Regions from separate parts of the Mus musculus genome. Here region 2 is linked to region 1. A link is a contact called in public HiChIP or PLAC-seq data. All regions are on one chromosome and are shown on one strand. The core of a region is the stretch at or near the end of the contact, and the rest is flanking DNA. Distances in the headings are between cores, read along the strand shown. Region 1 overlaps Foxo1 (forkhead box O1). Region 2 overlaps Gm30235 (a long non-coding RNA gene).

Region 1 (3,484 bases), core at 485-2,984:
ACTTGTAAAGCAGGATGGTATGGGGATAGACATATGTGCTTGAATGTTAAGAGAGATGTAGTAAAGTGAGCAAATTTGTGCCAAAATAAAATCAAGTATGGACGTGCCTATTTGCTATGAGAACTGCCCACTGCCCACTAATCCCACTGGCCTAAGACTACACACGGCACAGACTACTTATCTGCCCCATCTTTATCTGTCCTCCTCTTTCGGGCTCCTAGTGTAGACCACCTTGTAGTGTTTGTTGTTTTTGTTACTTGGATCTACTTCCAAGTCTTACTTCTGCTGTGCTTTCTTCCTGCCACGCTGCCTTACAGCTCTGAGATGCGTCTTCCTCTTCCTGCGTTCCAGCCTTGTTTATCTCCATCTGCAGTAGGTTCAGCTGCCCAGTGTGGCCCTTGAATGGACACCACCGTTTCTGTTTCTCCCTGAGTGTCCTGATCCCGCAACCTCCGTGCATTTTGTTCTCTATCTATACTTCTTGAGTTTCTTTTCCTGTCTTTCATTAGACTTTGCATCTTTCCTCCATAGAACTCAGTATAGACACCCTCTGTGGTCCTCACGGTTTCCTTAACTGCTTAGTTTTGTTCATCTTTTGGTGCTAGGAGTTAAACCTTGGTCTTGTATGTGGTTGGCAGCAGTCTGTCATTGAGTTATACCTCAAGCCCATTTGTCATGACACGTCTTGTCTTTTTCTTTGTGATTCCTGTAAGCAGCGGTGCTTCTGTCCCTTTCCGTGTGTTTGTTTTGTTTTGTTTTTACTGAGTGTGCAGTATTGGATGAACTAAACGTACTTGTTTTGTGGAGTTAGAGCAAATATTTCAGATACCTAAAAGCACTTACTAATCTTTCCAAAGGAAGACTAGGCATATGGTAATTGTCAGAAAATTCTATGATCTTATCTTGGCTATACGTTGCCCAACAGTAGGATAGGTTATGAGAAACGGATGTTGATTTTGTCATTGGAGAAGCAGCTGGCACTGCTGTGATGTCATAAGGCTGTCACAGTGAGTCAGTGCCATGCGTGTGCTCCGGTGTTCACTGCAGCTGTGCTGGGTAGCACCTGACTATGCATACACATCCCTTTGGACTCTCATCCTGTCCATGGCTACCCCTGCTCCATGCCACCTTACTTGCCAGCAGTACTCACTATGCCATCCCCTCACTGGACCAAAGGGACCTTGCTCCATCCTTTCTCTGGGGCCTGACTGCAGAGGTTTCCCCCCCAACCCCCCGCATATTCTGTGCTTACTTGTCAGGCCAGGCTTCCCCACGACTTGGGGCTTTCCCGGGTCTTCTGTCTGTCTGGAACATGGTGTCTGCCTTTCCCGTAGCCCATCGGCATACACCTCACCATTCGTGCAGTCTTCCCAACGTTTGTGCTCCGTGTTCCATCCATTTGGGGGAGGGGGGAGTGTTATTTTTATTTTTCATAGGAGGTGGGACCTTGCCACAGCAGAATCTTCCCAAGAACACGCATCTTCTCTGCTCTATATATTCCTTTACTTAGGATGTAGTGGGTACTGGCCAGGTACTGTCGCAGAAACTCAGTTCTATACTCTGTTGAGCCTCTGCCTCACTGGGTTAACTGGAAAGGGTCAGGAGAACATTGTCTTATTTAGTTACCACATATAGAGAGTGTTTTCTAGCATATTGAAGACACTTCTTCACACTGCCAAGTAGGTCTCCCAGCTACTTATCTGTGGCTCTCCAGCTGAGAGGGGGAGGGGTTTCAGAAAGGAAGCTGAACTAGGTAAAGTTACTGGCTCTCATTTCCTGCACAGTAGGAAGGCAGCAGGGATGGGGAGGGTTGGAGGTCTCTGGTAGCTAGCTCACTGGACTCTCCTCAGTTTGTTGTTGACAGTGGTGGCCTGCCGAGGTTGGTGGAAGGAAGGCTGGCCAGCAGATGTGAGTGAGAGCTGCTATTGTGCTGCCTTGCTCTTTGCAGGCTGGGGGCCAGGCACCCTGACTACCTGCTCAGGAGTTTGTAGCCACTGTCACAACCAAATGACATCACAGGGAGATCTGATGTCCTCTTTCTACCGGGTCTGTTTATAAAGTGAAATGGCGCTCCTGTAAAAATTCACAGCTTTTACAGTCCCGGTGACCTTGAGTTGTGTAGGTCACTCTCTCTGTGCAGTAAAGCTGCTGTGAGGATTGACTGTCCTGCAGGACCTCATTCAGAAACGCTGTGAGGTCCAGTTGTCTGCATTGTCCATGCCTTTCCCAAGTAGACAGGACTCATGGTCAGCACATACCCCGACGGGCAGACAGGTTAACCTTCAAATTCAAGCTCTTTGAAGAGGTGAAGAAAGTGAGAACCAATCATATAAGAGGTAATTTGGCTTCTGAGTATCTCGGCCGGGTGGGCTTGTATAGAACAAGTTGGCCATAGGGCTTCTTGCTGTGTTGAATTTTGTTCTTCCTTCTGAAAGAGAAGCCACTGACATCAGGAACTGAAATTGCTAGAAAATACTTTTGGGAACTTAACACTACAAGGTAGAGGAAGGGTGCCTGCCAATGAAAAGGCTGCAGTGCGGTGGCTTTTCCCTTTAGAGAGGTCACTTTACTTTCTCTTCTGTCACTGAAAGCATTTCATGGGCTCCTAGAAAAATGTCACCCACCTCCGGGGTCCAGGTTTAAATCTTGGGGAAGCTGCCCTGGGTTCTGGTGGAAGACGATGCCACTGAGAAGGTAGCCAGTCACTCTGGTGACCTGACTTGTTCCCTCATGGAGCGCCTGTCTTAAACACGGCCCTAATGGCTCACAGCCATGCTAGTCTCAATTAATGAGAGTCTAGAAAGTCAGATTCAGCGTCTGTGACCTGGCTCTGCTACCCATGCACATAGCATGCCCTTAATGAGAGCGTCTGAGAGGATGTGGCTGGTCACACTGACGCTGTATATGGAAGCTGAGTCCATCTTGCTGTGGGAACTGCAACTCTGATGTTTGAGACCTAGGTGTGATTAAAGTCTGTGTGGTAACTCTTCATTCTTCCTTTCTTTCCTTTCCTTTCCATGTCAAACAGAATAAAAATTGATTTAGAGAGACTGTTTGCAGAGCCATCCTCAGGAGGAGGCCCCTTACAAACCACACACATCCGTGTCATCCATATTTTTACCCGAAGACGAGAGTGCTGACAGGCCAGAGTGCTTTGCAGTTTCCTTCTTTAGATTTCTCTGATTTCTCCTTAGAGTTCTCTTCAGAGCACATGCTAGCTACCATGTAAAGAAGACAGTTTTCCTGGGCTGGGCTGTGCTGTGCTGTGCTGTGCTGTGTGGATGAGTGGCAGTACTGGCAGAGAAGTAGTATCGGCCTGGTTGGATGACTTCTCTGTAGCTCTGATTCCAAGGCTCAGGTCCTGTGATCATGTCACAGCCTTTTTAAAATTGTGTCTGAAATGAAGCTGTGTCTTGATGACAGAAATACGGGGACAAGAGAGGTAGACTTTGTGGGTCATTGCTCTTTTAAAAGTTGAGTTAAC
Region 2 (3,231 bases), core at 422-2,921, 380 kb after region 1:
GTTTTCAAAATATGAACATTGCATGGAGCCAGGTTCACACAGTAGAGCATGCTGACAATCCCAGCCCTCAGAAGGCAGTGGTGGGAGGATTTTGAGTTCCACAACAGTCTATGTTACATAACAAGCTCAGAGCCATCTTGGGTGGCATAGTGACACTGGCTTTATAAACCTAAGGGCTGGAGATGTAGCGAGGGGCTAGAGCACCCTCCCAGCATGTGTGAGGCCCTGGCAGAGCCTCAGGGCACAGAGTTGTAGGGTGAACGGCTCTGACACAACCCATAGACTCACAGAAGCAGTGACACATAGCACATGCACCAGCCTGGGGTCTAGCGTGTCATGCCGTCGTCCCTCATTTGGGCTCTGGGTCAAAGTCTTTACTGATGTGTGAGTCTTTCTCCTACTGCCCAGGCGTATGCCAGCCAACCACACAGAGCCCATCCGTTTGCCAACTGTGTCTCCAGTTATTGCCTTGGAGTTTTTCACGAGCTCAAATGTAAGGGTTAGCACATGTAGCAGATGAAAGCACAGAGTGCCCGGTGAGTTAGAACTTCAAATGAGAAAATTACTTTGAATTTTAAGAAGGTGTTCAATGCTTCAATGGGACATAATTCTATTAAAGATTGATCATTGTTAATATTAAATTTAAATATAATTTGGTATTCTGTATATAACCTATTAGTAGTTGACCTGTGATTCAGTATCCTACACGAGAGACCATGGTTCCCTATGAAGACTGAATTTTAGGAGCAAAATAGAGTATTAGACATCTCTGCCCCTCCCCTGCAACACACAAACATACATACACCCAGAGGTTTGCTAACTGCAGTGACCCTGGATCTTCTGTTTTCTAGCAGTTAACTGAACAGGAAGGGATGGGCAGATACAGGGAGGAAAAATGCCTTAGAGACTTACCAAGGCTGGGGTTGACCTTTGCCCACCTACACACATAGATGTGCAGGGCTGCTGCACAGCCTTTCATACAGCCAATGACTGCATGGCGCAGACGAGGAGCTGATCTGGTAGTTTCGATCCTAGCTTTCCTCCTCACTGTGTGCACTCTCCTCACCTGTATAATCTAGAAGACAACCGTACCCTTCTGATAGAGGATTAATAGGTCAATATTTGCTAAGTGCTGGGGATGGTGTCCAGTGCATGGTCAGCCCTGTATAAGTATTTGTCCAATAAACAATCTATTGATAGAGAATGTTCAGATTTCTATGGGGTAGGCCTATTAGTCTAAGATTCCCCAGGACCTTAAGTAGCTCTGACTTGGTGGGGGGCGGGGCCCAGACTTTGGTAACCTTGCGCAGACTCCATTCTATGGGTCCATTTCTTTCTGAGTTCTTGGAGTGAAGGAAGTCTCAGAAGTGATATACAGGCAGGAAGGGTGGCAGCCTGCAAGAGTGACTCTATCCCCGTGACACAGCTGGTTATTTGTTATTGGTGCTTAGGGTAGAGATGTTGAGTACTAAGAAGTCTTAGTGTGGTCTGCTTTGGGAACAGCGCTTGACCTATTCCATTACTGTGACACTGTATTTGTAGTGTTCTCTTCTGATCTCCGACGCCTCTGTTCTCCCACTCGGAGCCTCATTTCTTTCCCTTTACATAGCTTTATGTCTTGTCTCACGATTCCACCCCCCCCCCCCTGCTCTCATTTAAATTCCTTCATCCACTTTTGGTTTCGAAAAGGAAACCATCACTCACAGAGTGTCTGGTGTTACAGTGGTGGGAGAGGTTGGCTGGCACCTCAGCCAGCCACACAAGAAAACATTCCTGAGCCTGGTCATCTCCGAGGAGACGAGACTCCAGATGCTGGCACAGGGTGCTGCAGTGACTCACAGTAATAGTTCTCCGGAGCAGATTTCCAAAAGCACAATGCCAAGTCAGAGCCATGTCTCTTGTACATCCTCTCCAGTCCTTGCAGGCAAATTATATGAAACGTTAAACGATTGAGTCACAACTAGGAAAGCCAGCTGTATTATTCTCACATTGAGCCACACCAGTCCGGGATAGGCTGAGCCGTGTATCTTGATACCTGGGATCCACCTGCCACTGGCAAAGTGATTTGTGTTCTTGAACTTGACCACGTGGCAGTTTATATTATCCAAAGGCGCTAGCTAGCAAGAGCCTTTTCATCCAACAGCATCTTCCGAGTGGTCCCTTGTAGATCCCCATCAAGGCACCACGAATCTGGCCAAGCTTGTGATCACTTTTACCGACAGATTTGGCAGAGAGACACTAATGCTACCTCCCAGGCTCAGTCATAAAGGATGAGGTGGCTTTCGTCTCTGCGTGGAAGCCATGGAGACCAGAGCTGCAGTAGAAGACATCTGTCTACCTGGAGGCCCCATGATGTGACATGGCTATGTCACACATGGAGTGCCCACAGGCAGGCACGCTCACATAGCCCCCAAGGAAGGTACACAAGTGAAGAAGCCTCCAGGTGGTGAGGACCCAGATTCGGTTCTCAGCACCCACAGATCGCAAAACTAATCTAGGGGATTTATGCCTCTTCTAACACCTGTCGGCTCCTGCATAAATGTGGTTCACACACATACACTCAGACACACGGATACACGTAAGATGGATATATGTTTATAAAAAGAATCCCCAGATGGCTCCAGCCCAGCTATTAAGTCAATCCAACCTTCTGTGTCTTCCTGAGGTCTTGGACGTCGTGGAACAGAGACAGTCATCAACAGCCACCTCCTCGTGTTTGCTCCAGATTTCCAACAGACAGAATCCATGAACATGATAAAAATGGTTGCTGCTTGATTTAGCTTTGTAAGGTTTGTTATTTCACTGTACTGTGATGAGGACAGACACATTTTACCAATGACGAGCCCCACATTTGCCTTTGCTGTCTAACTTTCCTGTGCCTTTATGGCTCTTCAGTCCTTATTATTGACATATCTGTAATTTTTTTTCCCAAAAATAGTGTTACTGGGCTGGTGAGATGGCATAGTGGATATAGGTGCTTGCTGCAAAGCCCAGCAGCATGAGTTTGCTGCCTGGAATCCACTGTAGAAGTGAGAAATGACTCCAATAAGTTGTCTTTCTGTTTATTTGCTTTGTCAAATTCCAATGTGTTAGCTTTTGGTTTATCTCATATTTTAGCCTGTCATTATTCCTTAGATGTCTGTTAATTTTTCTAATGAGAGACAGAAAGGGAGTATATCTAGATGGGAGGTGAGGTGGGGAGGAATTTGGAGAAATACAGGGGAAACAGCA

The links. HiChIP or PLAC-seq counts read pairs in DNA pulled down with a chosen protein or histone mark.
Region 2: a contact with region 1 is called in an H3K27ac HiChIP or PLAC-seq map of regulatory T cells, with 5 times the contacts expected there. The contact joins two enhancer-like sites. A contact is called at or near these places in 3 of 115 datasets of contacts at active chromatin or transcription factors (double positive thymocytes, embryonic stem cells and regulatory T cells).

What each region holds. Positions count from the first base shown.
Region 1 is chr3:52,297,852-52,301,335 of GRCm38.p6, forward strand. All of the region lies in intron 1 of Foxo1 (forkhead box O1), which reads left to right. Among named protein-coding and RNA genes, the nearest start is that of Foxo1, 31 kb to the left of the region's middle. Within about 2 kb of position 1,735, at least 52 of the 459 cell types and tissues checked have an H3K27ac peak or open chromatin away from gene starts, as enhancers often do. A contact at or near this core is called in regulatory T cells, where this site is marked.
Region 2 is chr3:52,675,715-52,678,945 of GRCm38.p6, forward strand. The region is part of intron 2 of Gm30235 (a long non-coding RNA gene); the gene reads left to right. Among named protein-coding and RNA genes, the nearest start is that of Gm30235, 27 kb to the left of the region's middle. Within about 2 kb of position 1,672, at least 68 of the 459 cell types and tissues checked have an H3K27ac peak or open chromatin away from gene starts, as enhancers often do. A contact at or near this core is called in regulatory T cells, where this site is marked.